2 separate regions of the Hordeum vulgare genome follow, and region 2 is linked to region 1. Evidence: chromatin contacts called from public Hi-C data. All regions are on one chromosome and are shown on one strand. The core of a region is the stretch at or near the end of the contact, and the rest is flanking DNA. Distances in the headings are between cores, read along the strand shown.

Evidence for each region. Hi-C and Micro-C count contacts between places; a contact is called where the count stands out from the background.
Region 2: a Hi-C map of leaf shows a contact between it and region 1, with 5 times the contacts expected there. The contact joins the promoter of LOC123408080 here to the promoter of LOC123406926 in region 1. A contact is called at or near these places in 4 of 6 Hi-C or Micro-C datasets (leaf, seedling and an unstated tissue) and 1 of 1 datasets of contacts at active chromatin or transcription factors (embryo).

What each region holds. Positions count from the first base shown.
Region 1 is chr7H:95,219,629-95,226,335 of MorexV3_pseudomolecules_assembly, forward strand. It overlaps LOC123406926 (probable serine/threonine-protein kinase SIS8), which reads right to left and starts at 2,587. Exons shown (of 13, transcript XM_045099942.1): 1 at 1,890-2,587; 2 at 724-1,161; 3 at 479-582; 4 at 1-356. The coding sequence starts at 2,390.
Region 2 is chr7H:95,597,769-95,603,801 of MorexV3_pseudomolecules_assembly, forward strand. LOC123408080 (probable fructokinase-6, chloroplastic) reads left to right here and starts at 1,251. Exons shown (of 8, transcript XM_045101281.1): 1 at 1,251-1,703; 2 at 3,004-3,221; 3 at 4,034-4,246; 4 at 4,365-4,562; 5 at 4,648-4,785; 6 at 5,430-5,546. The coding sequence starts at 1,568.

The sequences.
Region 1 (6,707 bases), core at 1,337-3,836:
TATGGTCTGCATTTCTAGATTCCTTGATAATAGGCAAACTTTCACTTGCATGTGAGTCAGCTGATAGTTCCCCCAATGAACTTGATTGCAAAGATCCTTGGTTACGAGTCTGGCTAGTTATTACACAATACGGATCCACAATATTGGTAGGTGTGGATCCTTTTGACTCATTTTCAAAAGAACCACACACAGAACTTGAAGGTTCACTAACAGAAGATCCTAACTGAGTGTTGCCGTCATCTTTGTCACCTTGGTGGTTATCTGCAAAGGAACTTTCTTCAAATTCTCTACCCAAGTCTGCACCGTCTGAAGCAATAAGAGTACCCGGATCTGACATGAGATCGACAATGTATTCCCTGCAAAAATGTGAAAGTAGCACATGTAATACCATGACAATGTATTAATGTAATGCAACTCTCCATTTTTCTCACTGCAAAAGTGGCGTAACATAAAAATCTGTAAAGGAATCAATAAGTACCTTCCATCATTCAATTTCACAATGTTCAAGGCTCCATCGTCTGATCCAGTGTACTGCCTTCCTTTGACTAGTCGACAAGGAACATCAAGGTTGTCGGCCAACACCTAGGTTAAATTTGAGAAAATAGATCAGGAATTGCATTTGAGAAATAGATGGACCTTAACACTCTCATGTATTCTATATCCCATCAGATAAACTTTGTAATTAAGAAAAAGGAGCTGTCCACAATGAAATAAGTTACTGACCTTAAAAAGGAGCGCACGGTGACGAGCCAGGCCAATTGTGAGCCGGCCAAGAGGCATGACGGAGCTTCTAATACTAGCTCTCAGGGAACTACTCATATTCTGGTGCTTCAACAGCACGTTTTCTGGATCAACAACTGGCCCACCCATGTGGTTTGCCACTAAAATAGCTAGCCTCTGAATTAAAACACGGCCAACAGAATGTGAAGTTTGAGAGCGGAAGTCAACGGCCATGATGAGTGCCTTCTGCCCAAGGTTTACAAGTTCGGAGTCTTGTGCTCTGTTGACCAACACAGCTTCTGTTTTAGCTCCAAGAGAAAAAGGTTGCTGATGCAGCTCCATCAGAGAGGGTATGGTTCGCAGTGAGGGCTTGCCCCCGGTGGCCCAAATGTCATAGAAACCATCCAATATTTTGTCGTCGTAGCTAAGGGCACTGAAACTCTGTGAAGCACGAACAAATCTACCATATAAGGCAAGTAAGAATATTGTAAGAATTGCAAAAATGTAGGGCAATATTCACTTAACAGTCTCTACCCTCTAATTACGGAAAGGATACATGGTGGATATTCCGGGACTGTTGGTTGAGTGTTCACTAAACAAATTACTGTTAGCCCATATCTTCGAAAGTAGCAGGTTGGCTCGTTATTTCATTTGGATTTGATAATGCAATCGACTTAGAACTTCTTATATCAGTGGACTGAGCGTAGCCATCAGAATAGCATTAACATCCCCCCCCCTTTTTTTTTTGCAGTTGGATGAGAACTCTGTGTTCACGGTTTAGGCTGGGAATTAAGAAATCCTCAGTCGATTGACCCTGGTCGCCCTCGTGCTATTGCTCACAAGTCACAAGCATTATTATGGAGCAACCAGTGGAGCGAGGGAACATATATCATATATCTAGCTAAGTTGCCTAACTACAGTAGCAACAGTTCGGTCCATCCCTTCGATGACGATTGAATTGAACAGTTATCGGAAGAACAACACCATGATCGGCACGTATTTTCAGCAAACAAATGAAATGTGTGATACAATCTGGTTTCAACTAACCTACTGGGTGTGCTTGGGTAATCTAACGGACGGATTGCATGATCAGAGCACGAGTAAGATCCCATCACAGTTACAATGCGAATGTGTAGGATCGACGGAGGGAGGAGGAAGTGATTAGTTACCCAGTAACGGAAGGCGACGACCTCGGCAGCGGAGCTCTGGAGCGGGCAGGAGCCGAGGCTGATCTGCTTGGCCACCTCGATCTGCATCGCCTCGGGGTCCTCCCGCGCGCTCATCTCCAGCGCCAGCTGCATGTGGTACTCCTCCAGCTCGTCCTCCCGCTTCTCCTGCTTCTCAATCTCCCTCTTCCTGTCCTCCTTCCGCTCGTCCCTCCTCGCCGTCTCCTCCTCCTCCGCCCTCCTCTCCTCGAGCGACGAGGCCAGCGCCAGCTCCTCCGCCCCCGTCTCCACTGCCGCCCCAGCCGCCGGCAAAGGCGGCTGTGGCTGCGGCTGGTGCGGGCGCCCGGCCACGGAGCTGAGCCAGCTCGAGATTCCAGAGGACGCGTGGTGGCCCCCGGCTCCGCCGCCGCCGCCCTTTTTGGAGGACGGGAGGGGAGGCGCGGGCGACGAGGCGCCGTCGCCGGCGGAGTCGCCGATGTGGAGCTTCCTGAGGAAGTTCTTCATCGCGCACGCCCGCCGCCGACGCCGCCGCCGCCGGCGCTATCTGCTGCGGTGGTGGTGCTGGGGCGGTGGCGGATCCGACATCGCTCCGGATGCAGGCAGGCAGGCAGAGGAGACGAAGCGGCTATGGCCTCCCCCTGTAGCGGAGAGGAGGCGGTATTGACCTGCTGCTGCTGCTGCTTACGAGCGGCCCAAAGCCGCATTAACTTAACCCCAGCTTATTATTTTGCTCCGCAGCCACCGGCCGGCGGCTGCAGTGCACGCTTGCTTGCGGCCGCGCTACACTCGGCTTTCCTCTCTGTGTAGCCGACGGGGGTGTTCCTAGCGTAATTCCATTTTGAATTATGAAAAAATCGCTGGTAAATCAGCGCTTGAGCGCGATTGGTGGACACTGTGCGCAATCAATAAAGAAAGGTTTTGTTTGGGGTCACAGGGAAAGTTCTCGTGCGGTGCGGACGACGGGGGGCACGGCCGGCTGGGACAGGGCTGTGCGCGCTTCCTGTCGATGACGGGTGGGGTCGAGACGTGGTGAGAGCCCGCACGGCAGGGAGTGGGACGCGCGGTCCGCGGGCGTGACGTCGCCGTGACTGCTGCGGAAGCGGCCGAGGAAAGCGACGGGAAAAACTTGCGGGACGGGCCATGCAGGAAGGTGAGCGGGAAAGCGAAGGCACGGGTGGACCCGGCGCAGCGTGGGCGGAGGTCCCTCTGACTCGTGGGACCCGGCGCCCTGGTGACGGCAGGACCGCGGGCCCATGCCCTGGCGTCCCACTTGCCGCGGCGCTGTGCGCAGGGAGGGGCGCAACTTGGCCGGCTGCGCCTCGAAAACCCCGCGCGCCCGCCCCATGTGGGGCCTTGGATCCCGAGTGCGCCCGCCCGGGCCCGCGTGGCATTGGGAGGACAGGGGACCCACGCGCTCCACGCGATCGACAGTGGCTCAGCTTGACGCGGGTGGGGGGTGTCTGCTGGCCTGCAACTGGGTGGGGGTGGTGGCCGCGGTGGGCCGGCCCCGCAGAGCAGCCACTAGGCGGTGGGCCCCAGGCGTTTCCTTGTGGAATTTGGGTCTGTGACCTGGTTGCGTGGCTTGCGTGGCGGAATCTTCTTCTAGGTTTGCGTTGCGATTTGGGTTTCCTAGGGACGGGAATGGGTCCGCGCACGTGCTCCTTGCTGCCAAGTTGGCATTGAAGATTCTGGCTAGGTTCAAGAGTAATTTCGGGTCAGTGCTGGACATAAGAGATCCCGTATACCTGACCCCAAAGATCGGTTTGAAGGACCTTATTTTTTGCATTTTTACTGTATAACTTTTGTGCGGGGGAGATACTATTCCTCTTAGTTTCCCTCTCGTTAGGGTTTCTTTTCTCCCAAGGCGACTACATCGCCGTCGTTGAGTTTTGCCTTCCCACCCCCGATCTACCACGCCGGTGATTGTTTCGGGCTGGCTACGAAGGGATCTAGTATCCCTAGTCGGTCTTGTTCGACACCGGTGGTGGCGAGGGAAGGTTTTGGGTCAGCTTTAACAAGCCCGGTCGTTTTTTAACTCAGGCTAGGGTTCATGATGGCAACGAAGGGGAAAGAACAGATGGAGGCGTCTGTATCTACGTCCGCCGCGGCGGTTGAGCAACTCATGGCAGAATTAGGGCTTTGTGAAGGAGACCTAGATGTCGTTGTTTTGATGAAAAGGAAGCTCCACCTGACGCAGTTAGATGGATGGCAGTGTGTAGGGTTCATATCACTAAACCCTATAGTCAATACTGGTTTTTCAAGAACATGCGCTCAGCTTGGGATCTTGCACATGAGGTGAAGTTCCGCCCCTTGGAGGAGAATCTCTATACCCTGTAGTTTTTCTGCCTTGGTGATTGGGAACGGGTGATGAACGATGGACCCTGGAACTTCAGGGGTAATGCACTGATACTGGACTCGTATGATGGGATCACCAAGCCAACTATGGTTAACCTTGACTTCATCAATATCTGGATGCATATCCATGATGTGCCGGATGTGTATGCATATCTAGTACCGGCGCTTGATGTGAAGGTTGGTGAGGTCCTTTTTACTGAACCCCTGACACAGGATTTTGCAGGAAACTTCTATAGAGTTTGTGTGAGAATCAATGTGCATTAACCTCTAAAGAACATTGTGTCTATGATCCGTGACTCTAAGAGGCAGATTTACCGGGTGAGGTATGAATGCTTACCTGACTGGTGTGTTGTATGTGGCCACCTTGGTCATGTCTATAAGGAGCACGGCGATGGGGTGCATCCGTCGTCTGCTCTATACTTCAAGGATCTTCATGCTAGCTCGCAGATGAGGGTCGGGACAGGCCCAGGAGGAGGTGGTGGACGTGGCAGAAGGGGTGGCCCTCGCGGCAGCGGCATGGCTGTCCAGACACCGGTGCCTACGGGCACTGAGGCTGAGGATTCAGACCCTGATGTGGTGATGGTAGAGGCCGATGACAACAGGAAAAGGTTGTCAGATCAACGAACCCTTTTGGGTGGTCTAGCTCTGCCTATGGCCCAGAAGGCTTTACTCGCACTCCCTCCCAGTGCAATAGCCCCAGCGAGTCCATCCTCTAAGCAAGATCAGAAGAGGCTGTGAACCAATACGGAAAAATCAGAGAGAAGAAGGGAACTGCTTCCGACAAACCCAATGATGCAAAATCGGCGACCCCCCGAGGGGAGGATCGCCGGGCACAATGAATCTCCTATGTTGGAATTGTCGCGGTGCGGGCAAAGCAGCGACAATTCGAGAGCTTTGTTATTTAGGAAGCAATTTGCCCCGACAGTGCTATGCATAGTGGAAACACAAATCTCAAAAGCACGTGTCGAAAGTCTGGCTGGTACTTTAGGTTTTAAGCATGCCTATGCAGTTAGTAGTGTTGGTCGTAGTGGAGGTATTGGTTTGTTCTGGAATGATGGAATAAAACTTGATGTTTTTGGTTAAGCAGAGTACGATGTTGATGCAACTGTATCTGTCCCGAACCAGGACGACTGGCGTCTGACTTGCGTATATGGCGAAGCACAAGCGGTGGATAGATACAAGACTTGGGATCTCCTCAAGTCGCTGGTGGCTGCGAGCTCTCTACCATGGATTTTTATTGGGGATTTCAATTAAGTCCTTCACCCTCATGAGCATGTAGGGGAAGGACAACGGAGACGATCACAAATCCAAGGTTTTGGGATGCTGTTGATATTTGTGCACTTGCTGATCTTGGTTATCAAGGGAAAAAATGGACTTTCGAGAAGAAGACGGCTAGTGGCGGTTACGGCCGAGTTCGTCTGGACCGTGCCTGCCAATATGGACTGGACCTCGCTCTTCCCACATGCGATACCGAGCCACGAGACCGGTGCACCTTCGGATCATTGCCCAATCAGGCTGTAATTGGAGCCTACCACCTCGACGCAAGCTTCTTCAAAGTTGTTCCGCTATGAGGTCTACTGGAAGAAGCATGAGGATTTTGATTCTTCTCTCCAAGCGATGTGGAGTGGCGCTCCCAAAGGCCATATAGTCGAGCATATTGTTGGGGAACGTTGCATGGGAAACAAAAAAATCCTACGCACACGCAATACCTATCCATGGTGATGATCATCCACGAGAGGGGAGAGTGAATCTACATACCCTTGTAGGTCGCTAAGCGGAAGCGTATATAACGTGGTTGATGTAGTGGAACATCTTCGCGATTCAAATCGCAGCCCGTCCCGCGATCTCATCACGATCCGTCTCGCGATCCCATCACGATCCATCCCGATCTAGTGTCAAACGGATGGCACCTCTTCGTTCAGCACACGTACAGCTCGATGACGATCCCCGCCTTCTTGATCCAGCAAGAGGGGCGGAGAGGTAGATGAGTTCTCCAGCACGGCGGCATGGTGGTGGATCTATTCCAGCAGGGCTTCGCCTAAGCGCGGCTGGAAAACCGATCTAGAGGAAGAACAGATCTAGAGAGAAGTAGAGGGAGCACGTGGCAATTAGGGTTAGCTTTTCCCTCTGAATCCTCTAGTATATATAGGAGGGTGGGAGGGGACGAGGCAGCCTCAAACCCTCAAGGTTTGGCCGAAATTGGAGGTGGAGGAGTCCTACTCCAATCCTACTAGGAGTAGGATTCCTCCTCTCCACTTGGAAACCCTCTTTTCCACATTTGGGTTTTTTGCCTCTCAAACCTCATGGGCCTTAGTGGGAGCTTATGTCAGCCCATTAGGGGCTGGTTTGTATCCTCCCACATCCCATAAGGCCCCTCGGGGTGTGACACCCCTCCAGATGGTCCCCGGTATCCTCCCGGCACTCCACGTACACTATCGATGAGCCCAAAACTTTTTCGATGACCAA
Region 2 (6,033 bases), core at 1-2,500, 380 kb after region 1:
CGTCGCAAACCAGTATAGGACCGCGTTGGATGGCTTCCGCGGTCCGAACAACATGGTCCACACGATTGCGGGAGGTTTGCGGGTCTACCTTAGACATGCCCTTAGAGCATCTCTAGCAGATCCCACAAATCAGTGTCCCGCATAAATCATTTACAGGATCTCGTAAACATTTTTTGGAGGACGTCCCCCTTCTGCAAGAACAGATACCGCAAATCAATATTGAAAATTCAAACAAATTAGTTCGGGCTACAACAATTCGCTGGTGTTCATCACACACACATAGCATAGTAGTCATCACACGCACAGGGGAGTTTTAGTTTTACAACCATAATTATAAATAAATAAAACAAAATTAAAAACCCTAGATCTACCCGTCGTCGTTGTCTGAGTTGCTACGGAGTTGATGGCGTCGGCGGGCAGTGACTCGTCGCCTTCAGGGTATGGTACATCAGGGTGAAGCAAAGTGTGACGTGCAGCGGTGCAGGTCGAACTCCTCCCATAGCACCGGCAACCGCACGGTCACAACCACATGGCCGGTTGTGGCGGCCTTCTTCGCGTGAAACCACGCGAGCTCCGCTTGCCTCCGGCGTTGCAGCGCCGAGGCGGTGGAAGCTGTCCCACGCCGACGACCTCGAAGCGACACTGTGAGACTTGGGACCACGCATGCGCGCTGCCTCCCTCTGCTTCTCCGACACGGGAGGTCGGAGGTCGGAGTCGCCTGCGTCGCCGTCGTTGCGACGCTTGCGCTCGCCAATCCCGCCGTGCCCAGATGCCATCTTCATAGAGATCTGATGGTCGGATGGGAAGGGATTCATCGCTGAAAGGGAAAAGATTTCTCACCGGAGGGAAAGAGTTTGCGACAAAAGAGTCTACATGATATGTGGGACGGAACGCTAAATCCCTACAACGCGTGAATCATGTATTCTTAAATAGCTACAACCCACTAGCTAATTTTCCTCTCCATGCAACAATGTCACATCATCAAGTCATGCATAAAGTCATAAGTTACTTTTTTCATTAATCTCTTCATGCAAAACATACCACCTCATGCATTATTTTTTTCAGAAAATTTTATATTTATTTTTGCATTAATTTTAGTCTTCTACTATCATTTATCCATACATTTCCCGCCGTAACTAGCGGGGCATCGTCTATCTCGAAACTCGGACGTTTTACGAGCCTCCCGTATTCACGGATCGGATCCCTTTTAAAGGATCTGGACGAGCTCAATGCTTTCTTTTCCACTAGCTTCTAATACCATGCTGCTGTTAATTTTGCGCCGTCCATTCAGCGTTTCGCACGAACATCGGAGATCGGACGGCAAGGGCACCCTCCCTAGTCTCACGGGAAACACCCGCACAGCTGGCCGCCACTCCACCCGCCGGTCGCCAACGCAGCAGAGAGAACCAATCAGGAGACAGAGGCGCTCGCTTGCCTCGCCTCCTCCGCCGCATTCCCTCGCCGGCAGCGACAGCACAATCCGCTTACCACCGCCGGCAGCGTCTCCCCAACCCGTTGGTCGGTGCCGCTCGAGCCCGTAAGGCCGTGTACCGGCATCCACACCTGCATGGCTCTCCGCGCGGCGGCCCCGCCCTGCGCCGCGGGCCACTGCCTCCCCTCCTCCCCGCCGCCTCGCGTCGGCGGCAGGCGCTTCTTCCGACCGCTCGCCTCCGCCGCGCGCGCGCCGCTCCAGAAGTCCGCAGGTAGCCTATACTGGATGGCACATGCTTCTATACGGTTACAGGTAGAAGTAGTTGCTACCTGCCAATGATTGGGGTTACCGGGTTAGTATTCAGGCGGATTCGGTGCCTTGTTTAGGTGGCTCCAAGAGCTAAGCGATTGTAGGCGTTGGGGCACTGCTGACTACCGTATAGTTTTTGAAATCATCGAATGTGTTAGGTGTGGTGGACACATGCTTTTTCCCTTGTGTGAATGAAGGGAGTCCCCAGGCGTAAATATTGTGCGATTCGAACAGTTCGTTCGATCTTGCTGATTTTGGAGTAGGATACTAGTTTGTCAGACGTCTGAGGAACAAAAAGATGCACAATCCGGTTTGCCTTTGCTATCCTGAGACATGGATGGCTGAACCTTTGATTTCTGTCATATATTTGGAAGTTGGTTGAATAGTGAGTGTGGGCATGGACGCATGTCTGAGAAGCATGCGTTGTGCTCTCGGTAATTTGTTTTCTGTATCTGTGATGTGTGCGCGTTGTGTGCTAGTGGCTGGTAGTGTAGGCAGGAAGAAATCTTAAGATATGCGGATGGCAAACAGTTCATTGTGTGGAAAACTGGAAATTAGTCTGGTTTATTGTATCTAAAAGATTTATTCAGTCCAAATGGGTTTGGCATGCATACTCTGTTAACCAGGGTACTAGGGTAGCAAGTCATTTGTTGTGGTGATGGTCCAGAAACATATATCATTAATGCATTACTAAGGACTAACATCATGATCCTGTCATTTCTCAAAATAAAGTATCATGATCCTGTTGGCCTGTATAGTGATCATTCAGGAGCTTTTTGTGGACTGAAATGGGTTTCAAGTGCAATGATTGGGGTTGGTTTCACACATTAAATTAATAATATTACTTTTTTTTATGGTGCTACGGCGGGCTTACGCCGGCCTGAACCATTTCATTATAAGATAAGATTACATTTACAAAGTTTGAGAGTTAGGGGTGAGGGTGAGATTACAAAAACATTTGGGTTACAATCTCATAGATATGTGGAACAACATTGTACACCAATCACGAAAAAGGTTCACAGCCTGCTCGTTGGAGCATCTGTTGGACCAAAGCATGAGTTCGTCTGCAGCCGAGCGGGCGATAGTATGGATATGTTGCAGTTCCTGCCTAAAAACTTTTGCATTTCTTCTTTTCCAGATATTACTATTTTTTGGATTGAAAGAAGATTTGTTTCCAAGCTATGTTTTGTTATTTTATATGTGGTTCTGTCAAAGCCAGTGAATTTGATCTCATTCCTGTTTGATTCAATTTTCAACCATAGTTTGTACCAAAGCGATTTCAAACAGTGATGGCACCCCTGGAACGAGCGATTCTCCACATGTGGTCTGTTTTGGGGAATTACTGATCGACTTCGTCCCAACTGTTAGTGGCGTGTCATTGTCAGATGCACCAGCCTTCAAGAAGGCTCCAGGGGGTGCACCGGCCAATGTTGCAGTTGGAATAGCTCGTCTCGGTGGCTCAGCAGCTTTCATTGGAAAGGTAATTTGTAAATTTCTTCCTATTTCTGCATGTTGCAATAGAAGAGTGAGAAATTTCAAGCATGCGTAAATACACTACAGATGGAAAAAAAGGAAAATACGTGCAGATAATTTTTTGCCAATTTTTTGTTTTAATTTACAGTTTTATGTGCACTGCATACACCCTCAAACAAAATAGACTAAATTGCACTTTTCGTCCCACAAATTCCACTTAGGTGGGTCTCGGAAAAAGTTTCTCGTGTGGAAGTTCCTAAACTTCTAAAACTGTCGGAAATTCATCTAAGTTCACATACTCATATATGAAGCATTCGGATGACTCACATAAAGTTCTGTGCAGTATTTTAGGCATTGCATGAGTAGAATTGTAGAAACATGTGCATATTCCTCCTGGCTCCCGCTCATTGTTGCAGACGGCTTGGCTGCTTGTATGGTTCTGACATCCTTACGCATGTAACACATCTTGGTAGTATGCACCTTGAATCTTGCCTACGAGCACAGCATCACCTCTACCAAGATCGAGGAAAGTGAAACCAGAGCCAAGAAGTGGTTCCGTGTTTGCAGATCTCGATACTTGATCTAGCTGATAGGTTTATGCCAGGTAACTGCAAGTTTGGTGACTCTGGAGGACCACTTCCATGTATAAGAACCTTTCAGGGAGATGAATTATAGTTGTTGTTTTTGGAATTTATATTTAGAGACCTTAAGTGTGATGTGCTCCATATCATTAATTCCATGTTGTTTTCACCTCAAAGTGCATTCATTTGTGTACTTGGTGTTTTTTCAGCTCATGTATTTAACACTGAATACATTCAGGTTGGTGATGATGAATTTGGATACATGCTATCTGACATGCTGAAGGAGAATAACGTGAACAATCAAGGATTGCTATTTGATACTCATGCTAGAACAGCTTTGGCATTTGTGACACTTCGAAGTGACGGTGAACGTGAATTCATGTTTTATCGTAATCCAAGTGCAGACATGCTGCTTGAAGAAAAAGAGCTTGACCTTGACCTTATCAGGAAGGTATGAAAATTACATAGTGTTATAGTATTATTGCAATATCTATGCTTCTCTATCACAACATGTTTGTTTAATCATGTAATGCGCTAGTGATAAGCTGAACTTTACTTAATCATGCTAGGCAAAAATCTTCCATCATGGATCAATAAGTCTGATAACAGAGCCATGTAGAACGGCACATATTGCAGCTTCCAAAGCTGCTAAAAATGCTGGGGTACTAATTTCATATGATCCGAATTTGAGGCTCCCACTGTGGACATCAGCTGATGATGCTAGAGATGGTATCCTGAGCATATGGGATACTGCTGATCTTATCAAGGTAACAACTAACAGGCAGCAGCTTACAAGTAATTTGCGGTCACCAAATGCTTATTCTCTTGATCATGCATCTTCTTTGAAAATAGGTAAGTGCAGAGGAGATTTCCTTTTTGACGAATGGGGAGGATCCATATGATGATTCTGTTGTAAAGAAACTTATCCATCCAAACACGAAGTTGCTTCTTGTCACTGAAGGTCCAGACGGCTGTAGATATTATTCCAAGGTAATGTCTATCCGTGACCTGTATATCTAGTCATTTATTGCAAGTTTAAAGTAACTTGTATTGGTAAATAGTAAGGGATTGCTGAGATGCAGCTGCATTTTTTTTAGGATCTCCGCGAACATACTTGGCTATGTTGCAGAAGTCATACAGCATTTAAAATCTTTTCCTGAAGTATAGAAAAAATGTGGTGCAGAGCATAAGATGGATACCCCTATTGTAGTCAAAGGGAGGAGGCAAACCAGAGTTGTGTAGCCGAGTGGTGCTATGCTGCTAGCCAATCGTCCTTTAGAGACTTATTTTTTCCTCTAGTATAATAATCTATCTGTTGTGAGCATATTCAGACTATTGGTTTTGGTAGAACGTTGTGCCTGTTAGGGCCGACGGTTTCGTGTTAAATAGGATGGGGCGCACCTCCCATAAGCGCATACATCAAGTCTTATGATACAAGAAAGAAGGAGGAGATAAATGTGATAACTAGATATCCTAGGCTAACAAGAAAGAGAATAAGAGGTGCGGCTAACCTAGAGATATACATAGTTTAACACAGACCTGTAGGACAGATATTATGTCCTTAACTATTTCATGCAGTCACTTACTGGTCTTGTGTAACTAAGTCTATATATGCTCTTTTTGTAAAACAACAGGAATTTAGTGGAAAAGTTGGTGGATTAAAGGTAAATGCTGTTGACACCACTGGTGCTGGGGATGCCTTTGTTGCTGGAATATTATCTCAGCTAGCTCTGGATTTTTCACTCCTCCAGGTATAACTAGTACTGCCAGAATAAGGAAGCACAATCCTTTTGTTTTCTTCTTCAGCCTGCCTAGTAGTAGAGTGAGCTCAGTGGGGCATACAGAACTCTTCCTGGATATTTATGGGTTTCACCTCTAGCCTACCCAACTTCTTTGGGACTAAAGGCTTTGTTGTTCTTGTTGTTGTTGTTGTAGAAGTATGAAATGATTTCCAAATGAGGTAGCTATATGTACTTTTAATTTATCTGTACAGAGTCTGAATTTTTAGTTTCGAATAGCTATATGGAAAGGTCTGCACAATATGCTGAATGTTATGGACGGCAGTCCTACAAGTGCACTAGTGTAGGGTTTGGGCTCAAGTTCTGGAAGGACGTGTGCCTTGGCATACTGAGACAGCAGCGGATGTGGTGTGCGACTGGTGCCACAGTTAGAGTCCGAAAAGGCAGACGTGTTAGAAAGATCAAAGTACAGAAGAGTTTCAGTTAGTAACGGAAGAAG